3 separate regions of the Sus scrofa genome follow, and all the other regions are linked to region 3. A link is a contact called in public Hi-C and promoter capture Hi-C data. All regions are on one chromosome and are shown on one strand. The core of a region is the stretch at or near the end of the contact, and the rest is flanking DNA. Distances in the headings are between cores, read along the strand shown. Region 1 holds the start of ZCCHC7 (zinc finger CCHC domain-containing protein 7). Region 2 has its middle 5.2 kb from the start of ALDH1B1. Region 3 holds the start of TOMM5 (mitochondrial import receptor subunit TOM5 homolog).

Region 1 (2,700 bases), core at 155-2,654, 510 kb after region 3:
GATCTGAAACACTACTGACTTGTGTTAAAACTTCTGTCCACTCTTCAAATATGACTTTCGCTTTGAGGTAAATCTAATGGGATAGAGAATCCAAATGTGACAAACAATAGGCACACACTCACACAAACACAGTCAGACAGATACAAGATTTTTGTGGGAGAAAATAATGCTAAATTTATTCAGAAAAAATCCAGCTGTTTCTGACATAAAGTCTTCATAGGATAACTAATCCTATCTCAAAACACTTACTTCATCTTTTCCACAGGCCCCTTTTCCTTTTGCTGCAGTCTCTTACCCTTGGAGCTATTTTACAATCCTCATTTCCACTTCTTCCTTAGTTCATTCCCCACCCCCAGATTCTCCTGAAAACGATAGTGCACTGCGCTCAAAATCACAAAACTGAAAATATACACACAAGCTAAATATTCAAAACACAGAGTCAATAGTTTTGGAATGGACCTCGAAGTCATTCAATTGAACGCTCTCATTTTATACAGACAGAAACGGGATCTAAGAAGCTTATTTATTCAAAGAGCCTAAAAGATCTCCTAATTCAACCCTGCAACCTGAAAAAAAGGTAAATTCAACCTCAAGAGAAGACTTCTAGAGTCATCAGCGCGAGTCGGTAGTGGAGTCGCGGCTGTAACTCGGCCTGCTCTCACTCAGCCAGTTTCCCTACTACACATACCCGCAGCTGTTAGAGCTGAAGTTAACTGCTGGTTCCCTGGATGTAAGGGATAAAAGGAATCAAGGAACAAGTCTCCTTGTTTTACATGGGGGAAGAGGGCCATCTGCCCAAATTTTTCTGGCCCCCAGAGCTGCTGCTTCTGACAGCTGAGGCTGGAGTTGGCCCAGGACTGTTGGATCCTCAAGGGCCGAGCTCCCTTCGGGTTTAAATGACTGACCGGCTTCCCTAAAAGACAGGGGACTCTCAGAGGGTAGTGGGGGTAAAGCAGGCAGTAACACCATCCCCATCGAGGCCATGGGCGCCCAAGCTCTTTCTGAACCACAGTCTCAGGCCTTGAAGGGAGGAGAAGCAGACACCTCAGCCAGTCAGCTGAGTCGCGTGGGACAGAGCTCGACTGAGAGGCCACGAGCGGAGCCGGGTACCGCCACAAGTAAGGGACAGGCGGGAGACGCGGAGGCCAGCGAGGGGACACGCGCTAGTTCCACGGCCCTGCGGGCGAGGCGGAGGGCAGGCAGGGGTCCCCGGCCCGTGGACGGCTCGGGGTCCGTCACACATACTCACTGCCGCGGCTGCGACCAGGAAGCACCAACCAGGAACCAAAACGCGTAAAGGGACGGGGAGGGGCGAGGACAGATGAGGTAAGGAAACCGCGTCCGCGCCGACCCGGGAGGAGGGAAGGCACTTCCGGGGACAACACTTCTCCCAGGAGTTGTCTTCCGTCCCCGCCCACCCTGCGGGCCTTCTTGCGCATGCGTAACAACTATAAACTCCCCCTTCCCTTCCCAGCTGAGAGTCTTTTCGGTTTGCCTTTCTTGCTCTGCTCCTTCCCCGCCACGACTTCTTTCAGAAGTGTCTAGGCTGCACCTGTAATAGGGAAACACCTTGTTTGAATGACTTGCACGGAAAAAATGCTGCTTACCGAGCCAAACCGGAGAAAGCTAGCGCCTTTTTGTGCCCGCGAGAAAAACTACGTCTCCCATGATGCTCCGGGGCGGGGTTTAGCTTGGGCTCCGCCTCCTCCCTGACCTGGGGGAGGAGGAGACACCTTCCTTATGCCACGTGGCACGGGAGCCACGAGACCCAGGTAAGGGCTAAGGGGCAGGTGCAGCTGGCGGCATGGCTGGAGGACGTAGAGAACCTCAGCAAGGGAGAAGCCTCTTTGAGAAAGGTTGCCTTCTAGATACTTCTTTCTTGAGCTAGGTGACCTTATGCAGGTCACTTACATCTCAAGGTTGAAGTTGAACCTAGTTTACGCTGGGGCGCTTCCGCCTCTTATTTTTCCTAGAATACAAGGCAACAGATTTAAGTCTTTGTGCACCTTGAAAAGCTGCACTCATGCTAAACACTGAAGTCGATACTGGTCCCTTGGAAACCTCTAGAGGATTGTGCTGGGAGCCTCTGGCTTGGTTTCTCTTCTCACACCATATTTTAATAACTGTACAACTTTACAAATAAGGAAATATTTTATTAATTCGTGGGCCCTTGGCAACAGTCTTGAGTTTTAAGATGGGGGCAGGGGAGATTGGCCACACCCATGGGATGCAAAAGTTCCCAGCCAGGTATCAAACCCTAGCCACAGCCATGATAATGCTGGATCCTTAACTACAAGCCCACCAGAGAACTCTGACAATAGTCTTGAAAGATAAGCTTGACATTGATTTTTTGTGTGTGTGGCAGCACCTGTGGCACATGGAAGGTCCCAGGTCAGCAATCCAATCCGAGCCACAGCTGCAGCAGTGCACAAATTCATAACCCAGTGCACCAGGCCTGGGGTCAAACCCTAGCCTCACCAAAAACCCTAGCCACCTCAGAGACAAGGCTAGATCCTTAACACTATGCACCACATCAGGAACTCTAACGACTTTTTTTTTTTTTTTTTTTTTTTTTTGTCTTTTTGCTTTTTCTTGAGCTGCTCCCACTGCATATGGAGGTTCCCAGGCTAGGGTTTCAAACGGAGCCGCAGCCACCAGCCTATGCCAGAGCCACAGCAACGAGCCGAGTCTGCAACCCAC
Region 2 (2,700 bases), core at 156-2,655, 770 kb before region 3:
TTGGTTGCATAGACACACCATAATCATTTGCTGTTTCTTTTGTCTTCCCAGCATTCCTTTCCCCTGAAAACAATACCCTCCTCTCCTGCCTTCACCCCAGTCATATTTTTGAGTCAGAACTGCCCATCATAACCTTCTACTTTTTGGGGGGACCTTGTTGAACCTTGTTAACTATAAATGTTTTCTATTCTGCATGTCTAACAAGTTGCCAGTGATGCCAGTGCAGCTCGTGCCAAGCCCACACTCTGAGCAGCAAGAGCAGAGGATGCCCTCTGAAAGACAGGTAGGGCCCAACTGAATGAAGAAGCAGGTTCCAGTTGCAGGTAATAGGCACAGGCATGTGCCCAGGCCTGGAGGTGGGAGGGGTCAAAGTGCAGTCAAAGAGCTGGGAGAAGGAGTTCCTGTTGCAGCACAGCAGAAAAATAAATCTGACTACTATCCATGAGGACTCGGGTTCAATCCCTGGCCTCGCTCAGTGGGTTAAGGATCCGGCGTTGCCCTGAGCCGTGGTGTAGGTTGTAGATGTGGCTTGGATCTGGCATTGCTGTGGCTATGAGTAAGCCAGCAGCAGTTACAGCTCCGATTCGACCCCTAGCCTGGGAACCTCCATATGTCATGGGTGCAGCCCTAAAAAGAAAAAAGAAAAAAAAAAAAAAACTGGGAGAAGATAAGTGGGACAGAAGCAGAAAGTGCAAAGGGGTGAAAGCTCCTGGAAGAGGCTGAAGGTCCGGAGGTCTGGGTGAGAATGCTGTTTCGTTTTGTTTTAAATTCCTCTACTGATTCTCATATGTACCATACTTTTAAACTACTGACATAAGAGAAACACCGAATAAAAATAGCTTCATCAAGAGAGAGGTGTATCTGTCTCCCACTTAAAAGAAGTCCTGAGATAGGTGGCTAGGGCAGAGTAGGGGCCCAGCTCTGTCTGCCTTTTGACCACAGAGGATCCTACTAGAGTTTTGAGGAAGAAGGAAGCGAGTTAACAGGACCCTGTTTGCAATTTGAAAAGACCATACTGGTTGTAGCATGTGTGTCCTCTAGTTTCCTGGGGGAAAGACTCTTCTGCGTTATGTTACCAAGAACAGCAGGTGTTGGTAATTATTAAGCTGGCTGCTGCCAGGCACAGGGGATTCATTAGACTCTCTATTTTTGTGTATATTTAAACTTGACCAAAATAAATGGTTAGAAAAAAATAAGAAAGGATTGTGTTACATTAGTAGGATGTGTCCTCTTGGTTCAAATGCTCCATAATGCATCTGTCCCTTCATGACCCTCCTGAATGGGCCCAAGGGGTTCATGTCTTTCTAAATCCAGTTAATCTTTGGACAGCAATCACAGACCCAGGCGGGGGTTGTGCAAAGGGCATAGGGGTTGGAATGAGAGGCTGGTTCCTTGTCCCTGTGCCAGCCCCTCCTTGTGATCTTGGGCTACTTCCTCTCTCTTGGCTTCAGCCTTCTCCACTTTATAAAAGAGGGGATAGGAGATAGACGGGCTACCAGGGGATCAGGGCCCCAGAAAGTTCTAGTAAAGCTGCTACATAATGTTCATTGTCAGCAGTGTCCTTGGACCACAACCTTTGGACTCCAAATGCAGACTACTTATGAAACCCAGTCAACTGACTTTCCCATCCTATTATCTTCACTGGTTCTGGGCCATAAAGAGGCAAGGGTTGAAGTACAAAGAGCTGGTAGGGGCCAAGTGTGTCTTTACGTATTTGCCAATTAAGTGAACTTTATATGCTGCCCTGTCGTTAATGACACATAGTGCAGATCTGCCAACAAACACACCAGGGCCTCTTGAATCCAGCAGTGTCTGACTCCTAGGTCACCAGAGTAGGGCAGCAGGGATGAGCAGCTGCTGAGCACGCCCTTGACTTTCACCTCTGTCTCCAGTCAGTTCTTTCTGCTTGGAAGACTATTTCCTCAGCACAGCTCTCGCCAGGCCCAGCAATTTCCACATTGGCAAACATTTGCCAACCATCATCCCTCCGTCTCTCAGCTCCTGTTACTGATGGCCCTGTCCCAGAGGCCCTGGCAGTGCAGAGACGAACCAGACACCAGCCTCGTCCGCAGGCCGTTCACAGACTGGGGAGCCAGACAGACATGGACATTGGTGTGCTTCTCTCACCCGGTGTGAGAAAGCCCCGTGGGGCCCAGAGAAATAAGAAACAGCACAAAAACAAAGGCTGGGAAGGTCTGGAGAGACTCCCCTTGAGGAGGTGATACTTGAAACCTGAAAAGGGTCGGGGGAGAGATGGCATTCCTGGAAGACAGAGTTGCATGTGCTAAAGGCCAGAGATGAGTGATGACTTGGGTGGCTTGGGAAGCTGTGATTAGCTCCTGCTGGCCGGCACCTGGGGGTATGATGGGCTGGGGGGGGGGGGCGCTGTGGGGGGGAGCAGCGAGAGAGCAAAGGCTGGAGAAGTGTGAGGGGTAGATCACAATGGGCCTTAAGTGTCATGTTGAGGAGTTTCAGTATTATCCTGAGAAGGCACAGAAAGACTTTAAGACAGGCAGGTGCCTTGGTTAGAGAGAACCATGAGATCTAATTTCATCAGATCCTATGACAATGAGTGAAGATTAGGTTTAGCTTTGAGTGACAGAAATTCCAATAACAATGACTTACACAAAATGCAAGTTATTTCTCTAAAAAAGTAAAAGAAACCCAGAGGTAAGCAGTCTATGAAGGTGATAAATGATC
Region 3 (2,700 bases), core at 134-2,633:
TCTAAACGCTCTCCAAGGGTTAGATGGAGCCATTCCTTGGGAATCAGCCCCTCCCACTCCAGGGCTGCCTCTGCTATTCCACTGCATGAATTATAGATGCAAGAGGTTACTAAAGCCTGAATAAGCAAATGAGTTCCCTTTCTTGACTCAATGTGTTACATTCTGTCAATCAGGAAGGCAGGGGGTTGGGGGGGGGGGAAGAGCAAGATTTAAGAGTTATCTGTTGCTTCCATAGTAAATTACTGTTCAAATTTATCTAAAATCCATTGTTGCTATGCAATGTACAGTCTAGAAGGAGCATTCTGGTCTTGAATTATGTGAGCAAGTCAGTCATCTGGTTCGTGTCTGAGAATTATATATGGCTAGTTGGCATGCATAATTTGGGGCAGCAGCCTTCTAACAACTGTTTTGATCATTCCGTGACAGGAAATCTGGTTGCATTAAATTCCTACCTTCTGCTTCCAGAGATGCCCATCCAAGCAGGCACTAATAGCTAATAAAGACTAACAGAGGAACAAAAGGGTGCAGGGGAAAGAGAATTCAATTTAATATTATAATTATTTGCATTAGAACCCTGCCTCTGCCCATCATTAGTAGAAAGACTTTAGGAATTACACTGGGTTTCTAAACCTCTCTGTCCTTATCTGTAGAATGTTGAACAGATCTAAACTTGATTTATATACACTGTATCACTGGGCCAATACTGTAATTTGTGATGATCAGTTAACACTGAAAATGAGATGACAATAATAAAACGTAAAATGTTAAAAACTATGTGTCTGGGACCCTACTGGTCTAACTAGGTACACAACCCTGCTCAGAATTGACTAGTTGTGTACCTTGAGCAAATGTCATCATCTTTGTCTTTTTATTTTAGCTCATCATTAAAAAGTTCAAAATTATTCATAATAAAAGACTGGAATAATTAACTGAAATGATACACTAATCACCACCTAAGTTATTTTCAATATTTTGCTAATATCCTTTCATCTCTCTTTCCCAACCCTTTTTTTTCCCCCTGAGGTATTTTAAACACTATCTGGGCAAGTTGTTTTAAAGATCTCTGTGCTTTAATTTTCTTATCTAGAAAATGAAAATAATAATATCGAATTCATGAGTAGAAATGTACTGCGTATTTAATAAATGCTAACTATTATTATTTAAGATGGTACCTAAGTGCACCTCCCCCTCCGAGGCGCAAAACCACTTTGCCGCTCCACGCGCGGGGCTCAAGACAGGAGCCTGCAGGAACCCGAGTCGCGCGTCGCTAAGATGGCGTGTGCCCCCTTCAGGCCGCCCTCCTTCAGAACAAGTCAATGTAAGGATGAATTTTGTCCTTCGCAGGCTCCCGTCGCAGGAGTCGAAAACGAGGGGCGGGAACAGGAAATGGGATTGGGTCGAGTTCCGGGCGCCACACGGAAGCTGAGAATTGCAGAGCGCGACCACTGGAATTGGTGAGGCAGAGCCGCGATGTTCCGGATCGAGGGCCTCGCGCCGAAGCTGGACCCTGAGGAGATGAAACGGAAGATGCGTGAGGATGTGATCTCTTCCATACGGAACTTCCTCATCTATGTGGCCCTGCTGCGAGTCAGTGAGTGTCCTTTCAGGCTGTGGCCGTGAAACTAACAGGGAGCTCGCGGACACTGCCCTCCAACTTTGATCCCATTGGCCTTTGGGGGCCTTGAACTAAACTAAGCGGTCGCTGGGCGCAAGGGACGTGCACGTCGAGGGCAGCGGGCGCATGCGCGACGCGGTTAGGATCTGCTTGTGAGGGCTGGAGTGTTTTAGGGCACGCGGCGACCTGGACCTCGAGGTTGAATCACGGTCCAGGGTAATCACCCAGCCCGACCGTTTGAAATGAAAGCGCCTCAAGGGTTATCTCCCAGAGCAGCTACCTCGTTTTGCACACAGAAAAACTTGTGTCTAGAGTGGATAAATGGCAGGCTCAAGGTCACTCAGCGATTTGGTGAATGATCTTGACCTAGAATCCAGAATTCTTTACTCGCTGCCAAGTTTCCTTCCATTATTGCTGACCTCTGAAATCCAAAAGGTTTTGTTCCTTTTATTTGTATGGAGGGCGGAGTAAATAATTGCTATTTTAAAAGAATGACGAAAAAAGAGTATGAGTTAATAGGATTAATTTTTTTTTCTCTTGGCCACACAGAGGCATATGGAAGTTACCCGGCTAGGAATCTAATCTGAGCCAGAGCTGCAGCCTATGCCACGGCTGCAGTAACAGCCGGATCCTTAACAACTGCTCTGGACCGGGGCTGGAACCGCGCCTCCACAGAAACAAACCCGATGTGTTAATCACTGGGCCACAGTGGAAACTTCCTAATAGGACTGATGATAATACCTGAGAGTTTATTCGATTTTATTTTTGATAGAAACTATTTGCACTGCCTGATCTTCACAATAGCCCTGGGAGAGGCAGGACATAAATCTCTGTCCACTTTGCAAATAAGAACTCCACATTTAGAGGGCACTTACGCAAATTATCAGAATTACCAGCACACAATATTAGATCTGGATGCAGTTTTATAGATCAGTTTTCTAGTTTTACTGATAGGAATTTGAGAAGCACTTTGCCCCTCCGTCTCATTTTCAGTTCAGTGTTCTTTTCCTTGTTCCTTGCTGTATGTTAGTAGGTCCTTGATGAAGAGGAAGAGACGATTCAAATAAATGAAGGTCATACTAAGG

What was found. Promoter capture Hi-C pulls out the DNA fragments that hold promoters and counts their contacts. A called contact is a pair of places that touch in the nucleus more often than the background predicts.
Region 1: a contact with region 3 is called in a promoter capture Hi-C map of liver, with 2.7 times the contacts expected there. The contact joins the promoter of ZCCHC7 here to the promoter of TOMM5 in region 3. A contact is called at or near these places in 1 of 5 promoter capture datasets (liver), 1 of 47 Hi-C or Micro-C datasets (skeletal muscle) and 1 of 2 datasets of contacts at active chromatin or transcription factors (alveolar macrophages).
Region 2: a contact with region 3 is called in a Hi-C map of liver, with 5 times the contacts expected there. The contact joins the enhancer-like site here to the promoter of TOMM5 in region 3. A contact is called at or near these places in 3 of 5 promoter capture datasets (fetal liver, liver and skeletal muscle), 2 of 47 Hi-C or Micro-C datasets (embryonic fibroblasts and liver) and 2 of 2 datasets of contacts at active chromatin or transcription factors (alveolar macrophages and skeletal muscle).

Annotation. Positions count from the first base shown.
Region 1 is chr1:237,819,379-237,822,078 of Sscrofa11.1, reverse strand. ZCCHC7 (zinc finger CCHC domain-containing protein 7) reads right to left here and starts at 1,404. Exons shown (of 10, transcript XM_021066106.1): 1 at 1,250-1,404.
Region 2 is chr1:239,103,251-239,105,950 of Sscrofa11.1, reverse strand. No RefSeq gene overlaps it. Among named protein-coding and RNA genes, the nearest start is that of ALDH1B1, 5.2 kb to the left of the region's middle. Within about 2 kb of position 1,405, at least 14 of the 83 cell types and tissues checked have an H3K27ac peak or open chromatin away from gene starts, as enhancers often do. A contact at or near this core is called in fetal liver, liver and skeletal muscle, where this site is marked.
Region 3 is chr1:238,331,749-238,334,448 of Sscrofa11.1, reverse strand. It overlaps TOMM5 (mitochondrial import receptor subunit TOM5 homolog), which reads left to right and starts at 1,383. Exons shown (of 2, transcript XM_003122021.5): 1 at 1,383-1,591. The coding sequence starts at 1,471. It overlaps LOC102165621 (a long non-coding RNA gene), which reads right to left and starts at 1,264. Exons shown (of 3, transcript XR_301353.3): 1 at 1,173-1,264.